2 separate regions of the Sus scrofa genome follow, and region 1 is linked to region 2. A link is a contact called in public HiChIP or PLAC-seq data. All regions are on one chromosome and are shown on one strand. The core of a region is the stretch at or near the end of the contact, and the rest is flanking DNA. Distances in the headings are between cores, read along the strand shown.

Region 1 (3,547 bases), core at 961-3,460, 62 kb before region 2:
GAGAGTAGATTGGAGAAGAACAGGTTCTATTGGGGAGCTAAGGCAGCCATCCAGCAGACATTCACAGTGTAGCTTGATATTAGGATATTAGGGTTCATAGGAGTTAACAATCAGCAAGGTTTGGTTATTGAGTAGATGTGGGAGGATAAGCAGGGAGATAAGTCAAAACTGGTTAAAGCATCCAAATTTCTGGCTTGAGCAATTGGATTGGCACTGGAACCTTCGATGAATCAGGTAATTTAAAAGAAGAAATAGAGCTCTCGCTTTGGCAGCACATATTCTAAAATTGGAATGATACAGGGAAGAATAGCATGGCTCCTGCACAGGATGGCATGCAAATTCGTAAAGTGTTTCATTTTTTTTTTTTTTAAACAAGGACCTATTGTTTAGCAGAGGGAGGTCTGCTCTGCTCAATGTTCTGTAATAACTTACACAGGGATAAAAGAATGGATATATAAATATGTATAACTGATTCACTTTGCTATAAACCCGAAGCTAATATAACATTGTAAATCAACCCCAATAATTTTTTTCTTTGTCTTTTTTTTTTTTTTTTTTTTTTTTTGCCTTTTTCTAGGGCCACTCCTGCGGCATATGGAGGTTCCCAGGCTAGGGGTCTGGGTCTTCCCTATGCCAGAGCCACAGCAACCCGGGATCCGAGCCGCATTTGCGACCTACACCACAGCTCATGGCAACGCCAGATCCTTAACCCACTGAGCAAGGGCAGGGATTGAACCCACAACCTCATGGTTCCTAGTCAGGTTTGTTAACCACTGTGCCACGATGGGAATTCCCAATTTTTTTTTCTTTTTTTCTTATTAAGGCTGCACCTGTGGCTTATGGAAGTTCCCAGGCTAAGGGTTGAATCAGAGCTGCGGTTGCTGGCCTATGCCACAGCCACAGCAATGTGGTGCGGAAGTCTATGCTGCAGCTTGTGGCAATGCTGGATCCTTAACCCACTCAACAAGGCCAGGGATTGAACATGCATCCTCATGGATACTAGTCAGATTCTTAACCTGCTGAGCCACAATGGGAACTCTATAAATTAAAAAAAAAAAAGAAAGGAAAAAGAAATAGCATTTTATGGGTGGATGAGAGAAATGAGAATCCTTTCTCACATGTTTTATTTGAAGTGCCTGAGGCTCATCCAAGTGGAAACATGTGATAGTTGGGAGTATACATGAAAGTTCAGGGGACTCATCTAGACCGAAGATACAGACTGTGGGACTTCACTGCAGGCATGGAGATGACATCACACCTAGGACATGAGTGTGGCTTGAGTGGAGAAGTGAACTGAGCCTCAAATATGGAGGAACTGCCACATTTGGGATTTAATCAGAAGCAGGAGACTGAGGAGGTGTGGCCAGAGAAATGAGAGGAAAGTCAGAACCTGATGCCAAGGAAACCAAGAACACTACCAAGGAAGGAGGAAATGGTTAGTGAGTCAAATGGTTCCAAGAACATAAAAGTCAGATGAGGATGTACAAAGGTCCACTGAGGATAACATTGAAGGACAGTACCAATAAAGTGATAAGGGCAGAAGCAAGATTCCAGGGGCTTGGTGATGAGCAGAACCCAAGGCAGGGAGGTATTTATAAGGGGTATGCTCTGTAGCAACAGGAAGATTTTGGGAGTGGTGGATGGAGGAAGGGAAAGCTCTCTGAAATGGGGTCTCCCATTCTCCGTTGTTCCTCAGCATCCAGCTAATGAGGAGCGAACTGAGATGGGATACGGGAAAGGAGGAGGATGGTGGCAACTGCCGAATAAATACACCGTCTAGGGAAGGCGGCCAAGGCTGGGCCCAGAATATCTGGAACGGAACCCATCTTCCGTCTGCAGCAGGAAGTGGTGTTGGGAGCTGAGTTGACTGTGGAATTTCCGAGCTGGGAGGATGTTCCTGGTGAATGCTTTTTATTTATTTATTTATTCATTCATGAAAAAGAGTTGGACTTAAGTGACACCCACTCCAAACCCCACATTCCCTCCCACAGAGGAAGTGCTTTATTTAGCCTTATGTTCCAGTTGAAAAATATCCCTGAGGTTTGGAGGCTTCTACTGGTTGTTTGTCACCCTTAAATATGGCAGGATGTTAATGCATATGGCAAGATTGGACTCTTTGTGTACTGATTTCAGCTGAGGTCCTAAGAGAATAGGTGGCACCATCCCAACCTCTGTACCAAGAGGAAGTCCTGTTAGACCATCTATGCAGGATGTGGAAAGAATGTCTCTAAAACCAGTTTTAGGAACCTTAGATGACCCTCCCCTTCTCTGGGCAATGGAAGAGGTTGGTGAGGCAGAGAGGGTTGAAATGTGTGCTACGGTCCTATCTCCCTCGAAGCAGGGGATGCTGTCCTTTATCTAGAGTCAAATGAGAGTCTTTTGGCACCGTTCAGAAAGCTTGATGTGTGCCCCTGGAACTTGCAGGACACAGCAGACTGGTACCTGATTCACCAAAGAAAATTGATTTTTACAAGACTGCCTTGAACTGACCGTCTGAGATCTAAACGGAGATGTTTTGGGGAGTAAAGTTTAGCCCCTGAGGAGGTGGGTCAAAGGAACTGTCTTTTTGTACCAGATGTGGCCATACAAGAGAGGAAAAGAAGATTGTTTAGATCCTTCCCCAAAGGGTTACCTGGCATAAGGGGGTGATCCCAGAATAAGGAGCCTGAAGATAACCATCCCAGATACTGGGATATTTAAAGGAGGTGGCTAGGAAAAGGCATCCTAAGTAAGTGATTAAACTGGGACCCCCAAGGCTTTCTCAAGCACTTACAAGAAGGGTTCTTGGCTGCACAGTGTAAATCTGTCCAGCAGCAAAGATCAAAATATAGCTGTTGCCTTCATATCTGTGATATTGTGATTTATCATAGAAAATATATATTTGGTCTTTACCCTTGGTTTCTGGTATAAAGTTCGTAAATCTCTTGGGATTTCTCAAGTAATAAAAACAATAAAGGTGTCTTGATATTCATAACAAACCCCTTTCAACCTCACCTAAGTTTATGTTAATGAAATGACCTTTGGAAAGCCCATAAGGATGGAGGGGCTGGTTGCCAGGGAAACCACTTCTTGTCCCATCTCCCCCCTGACCTCCAGAAAGGGAAGAGGATCTGGAGATTGAGTTCAATCACTAATTGCCAATGATTTATTTAATCATGCCTTTAGAGATCCGGAGAGTGGTATGCCTGGAGAGGACATGGAAGCTCCTCATGCTTTCCCCATACCTTGCCCTATGCACCTGTTCTGATTGGCTGTTCCAGAGTTATATCTCTTTATAATAAACCAGTAATAGAGTAAATAAAAATGTCTCCATGCATGAACTTAATCAAACCCAAGAAAGCGGCCATGGGAACCTCTGATCTACAGCCAGTCAGAAGCACAGGTGACAACCTGGACTTGCAGCTATTGGTATCTGAAGTGGGAAGGGGACAGTCTTGTTAGGACTGAGCCCTTAACCTGTGAGATCTGATGTCACCTTCACATAGACAGTATCAGGATTGAGTTGAATTATAGGACATTCAGTGTCCATGAGAATTGAGGAATTGCA
Region 2 (3,423 bases), core at 666-3,165:
TGGTTGCATGGTTTCTTGTGCTGTGGGCATCAGTGAATCCACGGGCATGGTTGTGGTTTTATGGAAGCTTCAGGTATGTTCCTTCAAGGAGCCCTGGTACTTGGCAGGTACTGTCGCTTTCCATGTTTGCTGCTCTAGAACAGGTGAGCAGTATTAGCTCCCACTTCATGAAGGTCACTTTGGGATGCCTGCCTCACCACAGCAAAGGGAGGAGTGAAGCACTCCTGGGTTACATCACCCTGATTTGCCCGGGCCTGTCCAGTTGAACCCAAGGGTGATCCCAAAGTGCAGAGTGAGGTGGGCTGCTGGTTCACTTCTAGAGAACTGCCTGTCTAATTACTGGTCTGCCCAACATAATGGTAGAGTTGCATGAAGCCATGTGTTCTCATAATGACCGGCTGGGGTGTTTGTCTAGGCTACTCTTAATTTGTGTAGGATAATCAAATCTCAACAAACAGGAGGAGTTGTGGCCCTGCTAAGGTGGCATCCAGGACATCTAAGCTCACGTTAGGTATTGCATAAAAGAAACGGAGGGTTGGTCACAGCCCTGCTTCGTTCACCTGGAGATGATGGATATGAAAGCTAGCTCTTGCCTCCCGTGACTGTAGCGGTGGTTGTTGAACACCAATTTTGCAGGAGTGTTCAATCCCTGGCTCTCTGTTAGGGGATCCAGTGTTGTCTCTGTAGTGGCTCAGATTTTCTTCCTGGCCTGGGGACTTCCATTTGCCAGGGGTGCAGCTGAAACAAATAAAAAAAACCCAAATGTCAGGCATATCTTATCTCAGGGAGCTCCATTCTTGAAAGCATTTTTGACCTGTTGGATTGGGTGTTCCTCCTCATTTCACTGCAGAACCTGTTACTTACTCCTTTTGTCTTGGACTTGTCAGCTCCCCTTCTCATGTAGGGAGCACATGGACTCACACAGCATCTGTCCACGCCCAGTTAAAGGCCATGATCAAGACCTGATGCCTCATAGCTCCTGCTTCCCACTTGTATGCTATTTCAGGGCCCTATCCAGCTACATGAGCCATTACTTTCCCCCTTGCTTAGTTTGGGTTAGTTTTTTTTCCTTTTTATGGCTGCACTTGCAGCATATGGAAGTTCCCAGGCTAGGGGTCAAACAAGCTGCAACCGCTGGCCTGTGTCACAGCCATAGCAACATGGGATCTGAGACTCATCTGTGACCTATGCTACAGTTGTGGCAACACGGGACCCACTGAGTGAGGCCAGGAATTGAACCTGAATCCTCATAAGAGACACACGCACACAGAATGTAGGTTATGGTGTCCAAAATAGTGCCTAGTGTCATAGGTTATCAATGAATCTTTGCGGAATGAATGAGCAAGTCAGTGAAGAAGCTGAGCTGCGTGGTTACCCCCCAGACCCCGCCCCACCCCATGCTGGCCAGCAATCCAGCTGGGCTTCCCTGCTCAGCTCTCCTTCAACTCTGACACTTCTGCTTCTCCACCAACTGTCAACAGGCCACATGGTCTCCTGCTTCACAGACAAAATAGAAGCCACCTGGAGGCAACTTCCTTGGCAAATCTACAAACTACCAGCCTGCATGCCCATCATTTTAGACCTTCCCCAGACTCAACACCACTTGTGCATCCCATGCCCCAAACTCCAGGACCCTGCTCGTCCTTTCCTACCCCCATTCTCTCTACTCCATCCTTCCCACCTGCCTTTCAGTGTCCTTATGTCTTAGCCATCACCAGCCCTCATCTAATTCCCATCTTTCCTTGCCTCTCACACTAGTATTGTCTACACTTGCTCTCTCTGCATCCTCACTATCCTCACCCTGGCAGTGGTTGGTGGGGTTCCTCCAGCTGCAGAGGCAGACACTGGAAGGACTAGGTTTGTGTTCCCTTTCCGTGGCTGGGAGAGGGGAGGATTCTAGGTCTGTGGAAAGACAACCTCATGGGCTAAACCACATCCTCTGGTGCCATCTGCTGGCCATGTGGGCATGCTTCCTTCTTGTGCAGAGACCATCTGTGTTCTGGATTCTCTGAATTTTCTGAATTAAAAAATTTCAATATATCATAAAAAGTACCTTTAATTAATGTTTAACATTTTAATAAAGTAATATTACAACTTATTCTAGAGTATTATTTATTTTTCATTCTTAATCTTTTGTAAAAAGAGGCCTTATTGGCCTTCAAGAGGAGACATTTTCTCTTCCATTCATTCATTTACTCATTCCTTCTTTTTTTTTTTTTTTTTTTTTTTTTTTGGTCTTTTTGCTATTTCTTCGGCCGCTCCCACGGCATATGGAGGTTCCCAGGCTAGGAGTCCAATCAGAGCTGTAGCCGCCGGCCTACGCCAGAGCCACAGCAACGCGGGATCCAAGCCACGTCTCCAACCTACACCACAGCTCACGGCAACACCGGATCGTTAACCCACTGAGCAAGGGCAGGGATCGAACCCGCAACCTCATGGTTCCTAGTCAGATTCGTTAACCACTGCGCCACGACGGGAACTCCTCATTCCTTCTTTTGTTCATCTTTATATGCCAGCTTCTGTGCTAGAAAGTTTTAATTATGCTTTAATAATTTTACTAAATAAATAAGAAATACAAACTTATTTTATCCCCCAAGTAAATCTTGACTGTATGATTTCTTTTTTTTTTTAAATTTTTTGATGTTTATTTTATGGCCCAGGATATGGTCTATCTTGGTATATGATCTATGGTGCTTGCAAAGGATGTGTATTTGGCTGTTGTTGGGTGGAGTGTTCTACAGGTGTTGATTAGATACTGTTGCTGGATGGTGGTGTTGATTTCCTCTATATCGTTGCTGATTTTCTGTCTAGTTCTATTAATTGTTGAGAGAAAAGCTGAAGTGTCCAGCTATAACTCTATCAGCTTTTTTTTTGTTGTTGTATCAATAGACTTCTTTTCTTTCTTTCTTTCCTTCCTTCCTTCCTTCCTTCCTTCCTTCCTTCCTTCCTTTCTTGTCTTTTTTGGGCGGCACCCACAGCATATGGAGGTTCCTAGGCTAGGGGTCAAATTGGAGCTGCAGCTGCTGACCTACACCACAACTCACGGCAATGTCGTATCCTTAACCCACTGAGTGAGGCCAGGGATCAAACCTGCGTCCTCCTGGATCCTAGTCAGATTCGTTTCCACTGAGCCACAATGGGAACTCTTGTATCAATAGACTTTTATAAGAACAGTTTAGACTTACAGAAAAAGCAAGTATATAGTCCCTGCCCCCTTTCCCTGTTATTAGCATCTTACATTAATATGGTACACTTGTTATAACCAATTAACCAATATTGGTATGTAATTACTAATCAAAATCCATAGTTTATTCATCTTTCCTTAGTTTTCACCTAATGTCTTTTTCTGTTTCAGAATTCCATCCACGATACCATGTTACATTTAGCCATCATGTTCCTCTTGGTTGGGATGTTTTCTCAGAC

What was found. HiChIP or PLAC-seq counts read pairs in DNA pulled down with a chosen protein or histone mark.
Region 1: an H3K27ac HiChIP or PLAC-seq map of alveolar macrophages shows a contact between it and region 2. The contact joins two enhancer-like sites. A contact is called at or near these places in 2 of 5 promoter capture datasets (fetal skeletal muscle and liver), 21 of 47 Hi-C or Micro-C datasets (adipocytes, alveolar macrophages, brain and 15 more) and 1 of 2 datasets of contacts at active chromatin or transcription factors (alveolar macrophages).

The regions. Positions count from the first base shown.
Region 1 is chr17:31,609,919-31,613,465 of Sscrofa11.1, reverse strand. No RefSeq gene overlaps it. Among named protein-coding and RNA genes, the nearest start is that of SMOX, 44 kb to the right of the region's middle. Within about 2 kb of position 2,210, at least 3 of the 83 cell types and tissues checked have an H3K27ac peak or open chromatin away from gene starts, as enhancers often do. A contact at or near this core is called in alveolar macrophages, where this site is marked.
Region 2 is chr17:31,547,308-31,550,730 of Sscrofa11.1, reverse strand. No RefSeq gene overlaps it. Among named protein-coding and RNA genes, the nearest start is that of SMOX, 19 kb to the left of the region's middle. Within about 2 kb of position 1,915, at least 2 of the 83 cell types and tissues checked have an H3K27ac peak or open chromatin away from gene starts, as enhancers often do. A contact at or near this core is called in alveolar macrophages, where this site is marked.